Linked DNA regions of Mus musculus: region 2 is linked to region 1. Evidence: chromatin contacts called from public Hi-C data. All regions are on one chromosome and are shown on one strand. The core of a region is the stretch at or near the end of the contact, and the rest is flanking DNA. Distances in the headings are between cores, read along the strand shown. Region 1 has its middle 19 kb from the start of Gm34297. Region 2 has its middle 16 kb from the start of Gm34346.

Evidence for each region. Hi-C and Micro-C count contacts between places; a contact is called where the count stands out from the background.
Region 2: a Hi-C map of bone marrow-derived macrophages shows a contact between it and region 1, with 16 read pairs. The contact joins two enhancer-like sites. A contact is called at or near these places in 11 of 39 promoter capture datasets (the 3T3-L1 cell line, 3T3-L1-derived adipocytes, HPC-7-derived erythroid cells and 7 more), 6 of 484 Hi-C or Micro-C datasets (the Patski cell line, bone marrow-derived macrophages, brain and 3 more) and 1 of 115 datasets of contacts at active chromatin or transcription factors (fetal liver).

The regions. Positions count from the first base shown.
Region 1 is chr10:98,516,597-98,521,013 of GRCm38.p6, reverse strand. No RefSeq gene overlaps it. Among named protein-coding and RNA genes, the nearest start is that of Gm34297, 19 kb to the left of the region's middle. Within about 2 kb of position 2,388, at least 13 of the 459 cell types and tissues checked have an H3K27ac peak or open chromatin away from gene starts, as enhancers often do. A contact at or near this core is called in bone marrow-derived macrophages, where this site is marked.
Region 2 is chr10:98,896,091-98,900,735 of GRCm38.p6, reverse strand. No RefSeq gene overlaps it. Among named protein-coding and RNA genes, the nearest start is that of Gm34346, 16 kb to the right of the region's middle. Within about 2 kb of position 2,190, at least 62 of the 459 cell types and tissues checked have an H3K27ac peak or open chromatin away from gene starts, as enhancers often do. A contact at or near this core is called in bone marrow-derived macrophages, where this site is marked.

The sequences.
Region 1 (4,417 bases), core at 1,139-3,638:
AATTTTTTTGTGCTAACTCACCTATTCAAAGGATCAGAATATACTTCCTTCTGTTCCCAAATTCATTTCAATAAAATAAAAATACATGAAAACTAAGTTAAAGAATCTGAAAGATGATTATAAAATGATCTCCCTATTTTACATGGGGCATGTGGAAGAGTTCCCAAGCCACCATCTTCGAAAACCAGCTTTAGTTGGGCACAGGCAGAAAACTCAGAAATCCACAGACATTGCTGTCCTTTTTTTGGGAATCTTTAGTTTTATATTAAAAGATAAATTGAAATGTGTATCACTGAAAAACACCTGAATGAATGAGGGATGGAAAAGGGGAAGGCTTTTCAAACATGGTCTTAAATGTATAAATAAATAAATAAATAAATAATAAATAAATAAATAAGATGCCATTTAGTAAAGAACTCTTAAAGTGTGTACTGTGAGTGAATATTGAAAACATACAGTTTCAATAGTTAAGATGGTTATTAGTGACACTTGTGATATAATTATTCCATTAGTCTGTTAATTATAGCAAGGAACACTTACTTGTAAGGAATTCTAGATTCCTGTGTGTGTGTGTGTGTGTGTGTGTGTGTGTGTGTGTGTGTAGTTTGTATATGGTACATATATACGTTATGTAAGCTTGTGTGTGTGTTTGTATGTGTTTGTATAGTTTGTGGTACATATGTGTTATGTTATGTATGCTCATGTCTGTGCATGTGTGTATGTATGTGTGTGTGTGTGTGCAAGCACATGTGTGTACACAGATGCCAAAGGAAGATTCATTTTTTTAAATTTTTTTATTAGGTATTTTCCTCGTTTACATTTTCAATGCTATCCCAAAGGTCCCCCATATCCACCCCCCCAATCCCCTACCCACCCACTCCCCCTTTTTGGCCCTGGCGTTCCCCTGTACTGGGGCATCTAAAGTTGGCAAGTCCAATGGGCCTCTCTTTGCAGTGATGGCTGACTAGGCCATGTTTTGATGCATATGCAGCTAGACACAAGAGCTCCGGGGTACTGGTTAGTAACAATATAACAATATAATATTATAACAAATATAACAATATATATAACATAATATATATAAATATATATAAAATATAACAATATGATATTGTTGTTCCACCTATAGGGTTGCAGTTCCCTTTAGCTCCTTGGGTAATATCTCTAGCTCCTGCATTGGGGGCCATGTGACCCATCCAATAGCTGACTGTGAAATGGATGGACCTGGAGGGCATCATCCTGAGTGAGGTAACCCAATCACAAAGGGACTCACACAATATGTACTCACTGATAAGTGGATATTAGCCCAGAAACTCAGGATACCCAAGATATAAGATACAACTTGCTAAACTCATGAAATTCAAGAAGAAGGAAGACCAAAGTATGGACACTTTACCCCTTCCTAGAAATGGGAACAAAACACCCATGGAAGGAGTTACAGAGACAAAATTTGGAGCTGTGACAAAAAGATGGACCATCTAGTGATGCAGGGATCCATCCCATACTCAGCTTCCAAATGCTGACACCATTGCACACACTAGCAAAATTTTGCTGAAAGGACCCAGATATAGCTCTCTCTTGTGAGACGGTGCCGGGGCCTAGCAAATACAGAAGTGGATGATCAAAGGAAGATTCTTGATGTCTTCTTTATCACAGCTTACTTTATTCCCTTGAGGCAGGGTCTCTCTAGACTTGGAGACAGGCTGTCAAACAGCAAACCTTAGCAATCTGTCCATCTACACAGTGTTCCTACACTTAGCCATCTCCCCAACCGACCAAATCCTCCTTTATAAAAGCAACAAAGAACATTTGAAGCTGTTTAGATTCAATAATTTCTGCTTCCTAAATCAGGAACAGACTAGTAGCATCAAGTTCACAGGAAGATAAGTAACTAGAAAAATAATGAGAATCAGTGTCAGGAGGAGGTCAAGAGCAGTGACTTTGGAGACAGACAGATTCAAGATCGGAAATTAGTTACACTATTTCCTCACTCTGTGACCTTGGGTCATTGAAGTTGATGAATTTCATTCTGCTTCTAAGGTTATATGGGCTAGTGTGGCTGTGTGGCTGCATTGTATCTGTGTAATTCTCTGTACACTTACAAGTTGGAACAGTGTCCTTGATATTTCATTTTATTCCAGCATCATGGATTATAATTGCAGAAATGACAACCATGTTTTCCAAAGACAGTGATTTGGCTAATGTAGATTAGCAAATTGTGACATTTACTGATTCAGTTGTTGATTCTCTGGTGAGATCACTACAGTGTTCATGATAGACAGATGCAAGCCTTAACTGACATCTTTCTCCCATTCTAATGCTGTTTCATGACATTTGCAGTGAAAAATTCTCTGAGGCCAGGGAGGGAAAGGAAAAGGCTAAATTTAGAAATTTAGAATGCTTTTGAATTTCATTACAGATAAGAAGCAAAGAATGATCTCATTCATGGTCTGGTAACATGAGAATGAATCAGAGTGGTTTTTTTGGTTGAGAAAGTAGAATTCATACAGAAATCTCTGAGATTATGAAACGTAAAGTCAAGGAAAATGCTAAGAAGGTGTTTTGGTCAAAAGTGTTTTGGAAGTTTTGAATACACGTATTTCCTATCCAGGAATAAGTGGTGGTCATTTACAGAGTGGGCCCATGAGCTCAATCAGATATGTCAAGGGGCAGATAGGATGCATGGTGGTTAATCTAGCAAACTTTGTAGAATTCAGGCTAAACTTAGAACACAGACTTCTTGTCTATTCTGTGATGTATTCCGTGATTCACTTTGAATGTGGGCAGCATCTTCCAATAAACTGGGGTCTTGGACTGAATTGAAAGGAAGAATTGAGTAGAACATGCTCTCTGCTCTGAAGACAAAAGTGACATGATTCACTGCCTTACATTTATGGCACTATGTCTTCTATTACATGTGGAGCTCTATGCTTCCAAAATTATGATGCTGAAGCCCTTCTTTCCTTAAATTCCTCTTGTAAGGTATTTTGTCACAGCTGTAAAGAAAGTAACTCATGCAAGATATGTCCTGGCTAGGATAAGATATCCCCACAGGTTTCTGTGTTGACTTTACACCTAGATGGCAGCTCTATACCATGAGAATGCTACTTTCAGCATTGAACCATTCCATATCTTTGAACTGAATGTCTTCTTTCTGTCTATCTCTCCTTCCTCCTTTCATTTCCTCTTCTGCCTGCCATTACTAAGCTGCTTTGCAACACTCTGTGTTCTACCGCCCTGTGGACTGTCTCAGCTGAAGTCCAAAGCAATGGAGACTACAGACCGAGGTGTGAGAGGCAGCTAGTCTAAATGAACCCTACTTTCTTTAAGCTGTTTTCCTCTGAAACTCAGAACCCAAATAAAATTAGCTTGCCTGCTGTCCTCCATAGCTCCCTTGCTTTTTCCCTGCTCTCCCCCTTCCTTCTTCCTTCGTTTCTGCTTTCCTTCTACCTTGCCTCCTCCCTCCCTTCCTCTATTCCCTTTTTAAAATTGCTTTGTAAACTATTTTGTCACAGCAATGAGAATACCCACAGGGAAAGAAAACATTTATGAAAGTAATTCAAGAACCATTTCCAAAGCCACCAGCTAAACACAAATCATTAAAACATTGTGCGTGATGGAGGTTGTTGTTAACCTTGAAAGTAAAGAATGTTTATGCTCATGTGTTCATTGTTTGATCCAGTGCTAACACAGGTCACAGACATTCTTGGACCCTGTGCAACCAATTTACAAATGAGTAAGAAGTGACCAAGTTTTCTCATTATATGCCAATCATGTCGATGCTTTGGGGCATACCTTTTACGATACTACTTTTAAGTTCTAATCTATTGATTTTTTTTTCCCTTCAATATGCCAAAAAACAGTAATGGGAGTAAACTGCCATGGGTGTACTTGGTAAGGTCCTATGTCCAATACAACTTCGTGTGGCTTGTTTTTTTTGTCACAGCCTTAGTAAATGGCCAGAGAGCTGGAATTTGGTTTCTTTCCCACAACCTTTTTCTCCTCAGTCCTGTTTAATCTCAAAAAGTGATCAGCACAGGCTACTTGCTTGGTTGCAGACTTTTATTTTTGGAAATTCTGCTTGAGCTATCTTCGTGGGCAAAGGAGTGAGAAGGGGTGTTGTTTCAGTGGTTTTAATCTGTGGATTAGATGGGCAGCTCTGTTACTAGGATGGTCTGAAACATGCATACTTGTACATACTTCATGGTTGAATACCAGTGGTTGCTGTGATGAACCATGAACATCTATCTTAACTAAGAGTCTCTGGAAACTCTTGCACAAATGACCCATTGAATCCCAGTAGTCCTATTCCATGTTTCTGTGCTACCCCTGACCCTTCCTTCTGGCATTGCTTTTAGAGTAACAGTGGTCTTCTAGAGAGGAGTTGCCAAACACATGACCAAAGGAAAAAAGGAGG
Region 2 (4,645 bases), core at 941-3,440, 380 kb before region 1:
TCATAATGTTGTCAGGGAATACAACAGTCTAGAGGCTCTAAAATACCTTTCTAAATAATTCAAAGTAGGAATCATAGTTTCTTTAAGACTGCTCTTTAAAAGCTATTGAAATAAAAACAATGTATATGAGTATTCTTTATCAAGGTAGGTTTGTTCCTGTAAGATTTAACAGTTTGAGAAAAAACAAACAAACAAACAAACAAACAAACAAACCATGAACTTGTACAAATATCTTCTCTAGCTGATACAAGCCAGACTTTTCCTTGATAGGATTCTAGAGTGAGCTCTTGTCTTTGTCCCCACACCCAGCTTCAGCCACTGATTGGTGGGTTTTATCCTCAAATGCAGGCTGTATAGCTTGGAAGAAGGCCCTAAGGCAAAAATGGTAGGACTCGATAAAAGGAGGTAACAGACAGGAAATGGGATTTTAAAGTGAGAAATGAAGTCTACTATTGCTGTCAGGAAATGGACTGGATAAAATTTAGATAGTATGCTAAGGAGAGAAAGCATGGTGAATTTAGAGGACATCTCAGTCAAAGGATCTTTAAGTCACCAAGGCAAAGGTGATCAGGATGTTGCGTTAGTGTAATTACTGAGCATAGAAAAGGAGGCATCATAAGTTGTCTTCAAGTCTAAGGTTATTAACTGGAAAAGGATAGTGTATCTGCCCATAGATAATTATTTGCTTGATAGGAGCAATCTTTCTTGTTTATTCAACAGTAAGTAACTAGCTACATTCTGAGCACCATAATAATATGGTAGGCATGACAGACACAACGATCCTCATCTGGTAGGAAGAACAAAGAATAGCAATTCTAGTTTAGTGTGGTAAGTGCCAGGTATTGACGTGTGCGTGGGAGCCTAAGAGAGGAGATGATGCCCATTTTGAAGCTTGGATTCTGAACAATCAGCTTGGGCATGAGGGGTAAAAGGAGAGAGGTTTCATGTAGAAGGAACAGCATATGCCAAAAAAACCTAAGAAAGCTGAGGAGATACTAGCTTTTCCACACATCACAGCCTTGAGCACAGGATCTACCAAAAGCCGATTAAAGGAATGGAGTTGGAGAGAGAGGCTGAAGGCAGTGTCCTAATGTGACGGGAAGAATCTTAGACTTTCAAGGCAGTTGTGATGCTTAGCCCTACAGTCCCATTCCTCAGGAGGCTGGGGCAGCAGGGCATGGGCATTGAGGCCAGCTTGGGTTACTTCATCAGTTCTAAGACAGACTGAGTTCCAGACTGAGGCACTGCCTTCAAACAAATGAAGGCACAATCACCATCAATACGAATAACAACACGGGGAATGCAGAAATAGAGAGACACACTCAAGGAGAAACATTTAAAGATTTGTTTTCTATAAGGCTCCGCTCTCCACTGATGGCTGTACTTACAAAGGTTATTTCTCTTGTTGGTTATTGATACCAGTTGAAACATCTGAAGCAAATAAAATACGTTAAAGATTAAATATGTATGTATGTATGTATGTAATTGTGTGTATGTATATCCTTGTTGATAATCCTGAGTGGTGTATGGGGAAGAATAAAAAAGAGAAATGAGATAGAATAGTAAGAGAGTTAAAAAATGATATATTTAAATATATAAGAGGAATACAAACACATAAGAGAGGCTAACAACTTAGGGGGTAAGATAAAAGAATAGAAAATAGAGAACTCCCGTTTAGGACAAATGCTTGAGCAATGTATAACACACACACACACACACACACACACTGAAAATTTTATACATATAAAACTTTCTATTGTATATGCACATGGTTCCTATAAACACTGTAACCGACTTAACTCTACAGATATGGGTAAAAACATATTTTGGATTTGGCATTAAATATCTACTGAAGCTAAAATTGTCACATTTAATCAATTGCCATTAATCCAGACAACTAGAACGTATTGATCTAGGAAGGAGCCCAATGGCAAAACCATTTTCCAAAAAGAGACAAAGTCTTTGTAGGAGAAACACAAGGTGCGACTCCATCAGCAGCAAATAAAAATAGTGGAGCCCCCAAAGGGCCTGTGCAGTAAGATGAAATGATTGAAAACTCCAAGCTCTCTTTCGGTTTGGGCAAGTTCTTGGTCAACATTCAAGAGGTTTATTTCTGGAGGTGTTCTGTTTCTTCCTTGCTGCTGGTGTTGTTTTAAAGAGCAGGTACTTTCCTGCAACCCAGGCTCCTTCTTCCTGTTGCTTCATCCCAGCCTCATTTCTGCAGAGATCTTGAGTCTCCTTCTCATGCTATACAGTTGAAGGATAGTTGACAGTATGAATTCTAGGGATCCAACTAGTGAGGGACATAGTTTTAATTAGCAAGCAGTCACTCCTCTGGTGGGTCTCAAATAATAGAACATTTAGGAACTTACTCCACTGATGTGTTTAATTCTTTCGTTCCAAAATAGCTCAATTCTTATGTTACCATGGAATGACTTTTCATTGTGCAAACATTTCTCTTGTCTGTTTGGTTCCTCCTCCTAAAAAGGGATGTGTAGCAATTGCCCAGTTCACATTATTGTGGTGGTGATGGTGACTCAGGACATTGAAAGACATGTGACTTTCGGACTTTTCCCCCCCATGTCATTTTCCACTATAGTTCACGTAGTGCATGCACTAATTGCAGGCATCTCATGTAATAATTTGTAAAGTTTTCCATGACTGCAGAGATGCCCAGACTTTTAATACTCTATGTGGACAAAAGTCCATTTTCCTCTGTTGTTGCTTCCTTGTTTGGCTGCCAAGCTTGCTGATAGCAACCTAATGAGCAGAGAGTAAACTATTATTGCTTTAATTGGTCTCCACTGCTAACTCTTAGGAGGCTTTTAGAAATGCATTTATTATATAATTAAGAGATTTGTGATTCCTTTTAAGTTATCGGCCATAAAAGGCCTGGTTTAATATCATAATTACAGTCACTTCTCTTGTTGCTCTGGGTCAGCAGTCTAGTCTCACCCTTAGAGATTGGTTTTTCAAAGTCAAGTTGTTCCTGTTAGAGCGTTTCATTCACAACCCAACTTCCGGTGCGCTTCTCATTTGTAAAAACCACAACCTCACCAATTCCACGAAGATTAAAATCACCGGTCTGTTTGTGTCCGTTTCTCATTTACTACTCTGATTCTCACATCTATGGCTTTAGAGATGCTCCACTTTAATACTCAAAGCTGTAGCTTGGTAATTTAGGCCACGGTAAAGTATATGCTAGGGAAATGTTCTGAGTTTAAAATATGGACCTGACAAAGAGAACATTTTTAGATGTCAAGAAAGTTTTCTTCTATTGTGTTTGTTGCATATCTATTGTGTCTAAGCCTTTATTCTGAACCCTCTTGCCCTTGCTTTCTGACTACTTTATGTTTTGTTTTTCTTGAGCATGGCTGGATTCTTCCTTGGTGCTTGTGTAAGGTGGTCTACCTCCCTTGTCAACAGGCCCGCTTACAGTTTGGAATCTTGGATTGCCGCGTCTTAACTCTATCTCTCTACTCTGACAGCACAGAACTTGATCATAGTAGGTAAATACAGTTGATGTTCTTTGTTACTTGATGGGGAATTAGCTAGTGAAAGATTTAAAGTAGTGGTGTAAGAACTGGGCTTGGCAGGGCTCCCAGTGGAGGAGCTAGAGAAAGTACCCAAGGAGCTAAAGGGATCTGCAACCCTATAGGTGGAACAACATTATGAACTAACCAGTACCCTGGAGCTCTTGACTCTAGCTGCATATGTATCAAAAGATGGCCTAGTCGGCCATCACTGCAAAGAGAGGCCCATTGGACACGCAAACTTTATATGCTCCAGTACAGGGGAATGCCAGGGCCAAAAAGGGGGAGTGGGTGGGTAGGGGAGTGGGGGTGGGTGGATATGGGGGACTTTTGGTATAGCATTGGAAATGTAAATGAGCTAAATACCTAATTTAAAAAAAAAAAAAAAAAGAACTGGGCTTGGTGGCTCATACTTGTAATCCCAGGATGAGATGGAGGCAGGAGGATCACTATGAGTTAGAGGTTAGTCTAGGCTACACATTGAGACACTCTGTCTCAATAGAACTCTCTCAAACCATCTGATTAAACCCTATTGGTGGTAAAAATATTCATGCTACTAACACTGGTAACATTGTGAAGGCTAGAAATGCCAGTTATCTTATTGGTACCATGGCCCCTCCCCTGTGATACTTAGAACTTGGAATTAGACTCTCCTTTGTTTTCCTTTCTAATGTTATATTATAGATCATTCCGATTTCAGTTTTAAGTAAAATGAACGTGACTTATAAAGCCACTTCTATAATCAATGAAAAATTGTGTTGACAGTTTCCTATTATTAATTTACTAGTGGTAACCTTGATTTTGTTTAAAGAATTTGTTCCATTGTTCACACTAGGTTGGATAGCAACTAAACTGGTCGAGAGACAGATAAATCTATGTTACTGTAGCACTTTCTTTTCCTTTCAATATAAATATTTAATTGTGTCATGAGAAATCCTCATGAAAAATTGTGACGCATGGTGCAATTGATTTTCCCTGGAAGTAGGGCCCTAGTTACAGATCTGAAAAAGGAACCAACACTCTCTGAGTCTGTCTGAGTGATGATGACTCTATTCTAGGCACTCGAAATTATTCTCTTTAATCCTCATTGCTCCTTACAAACTAGATATTAT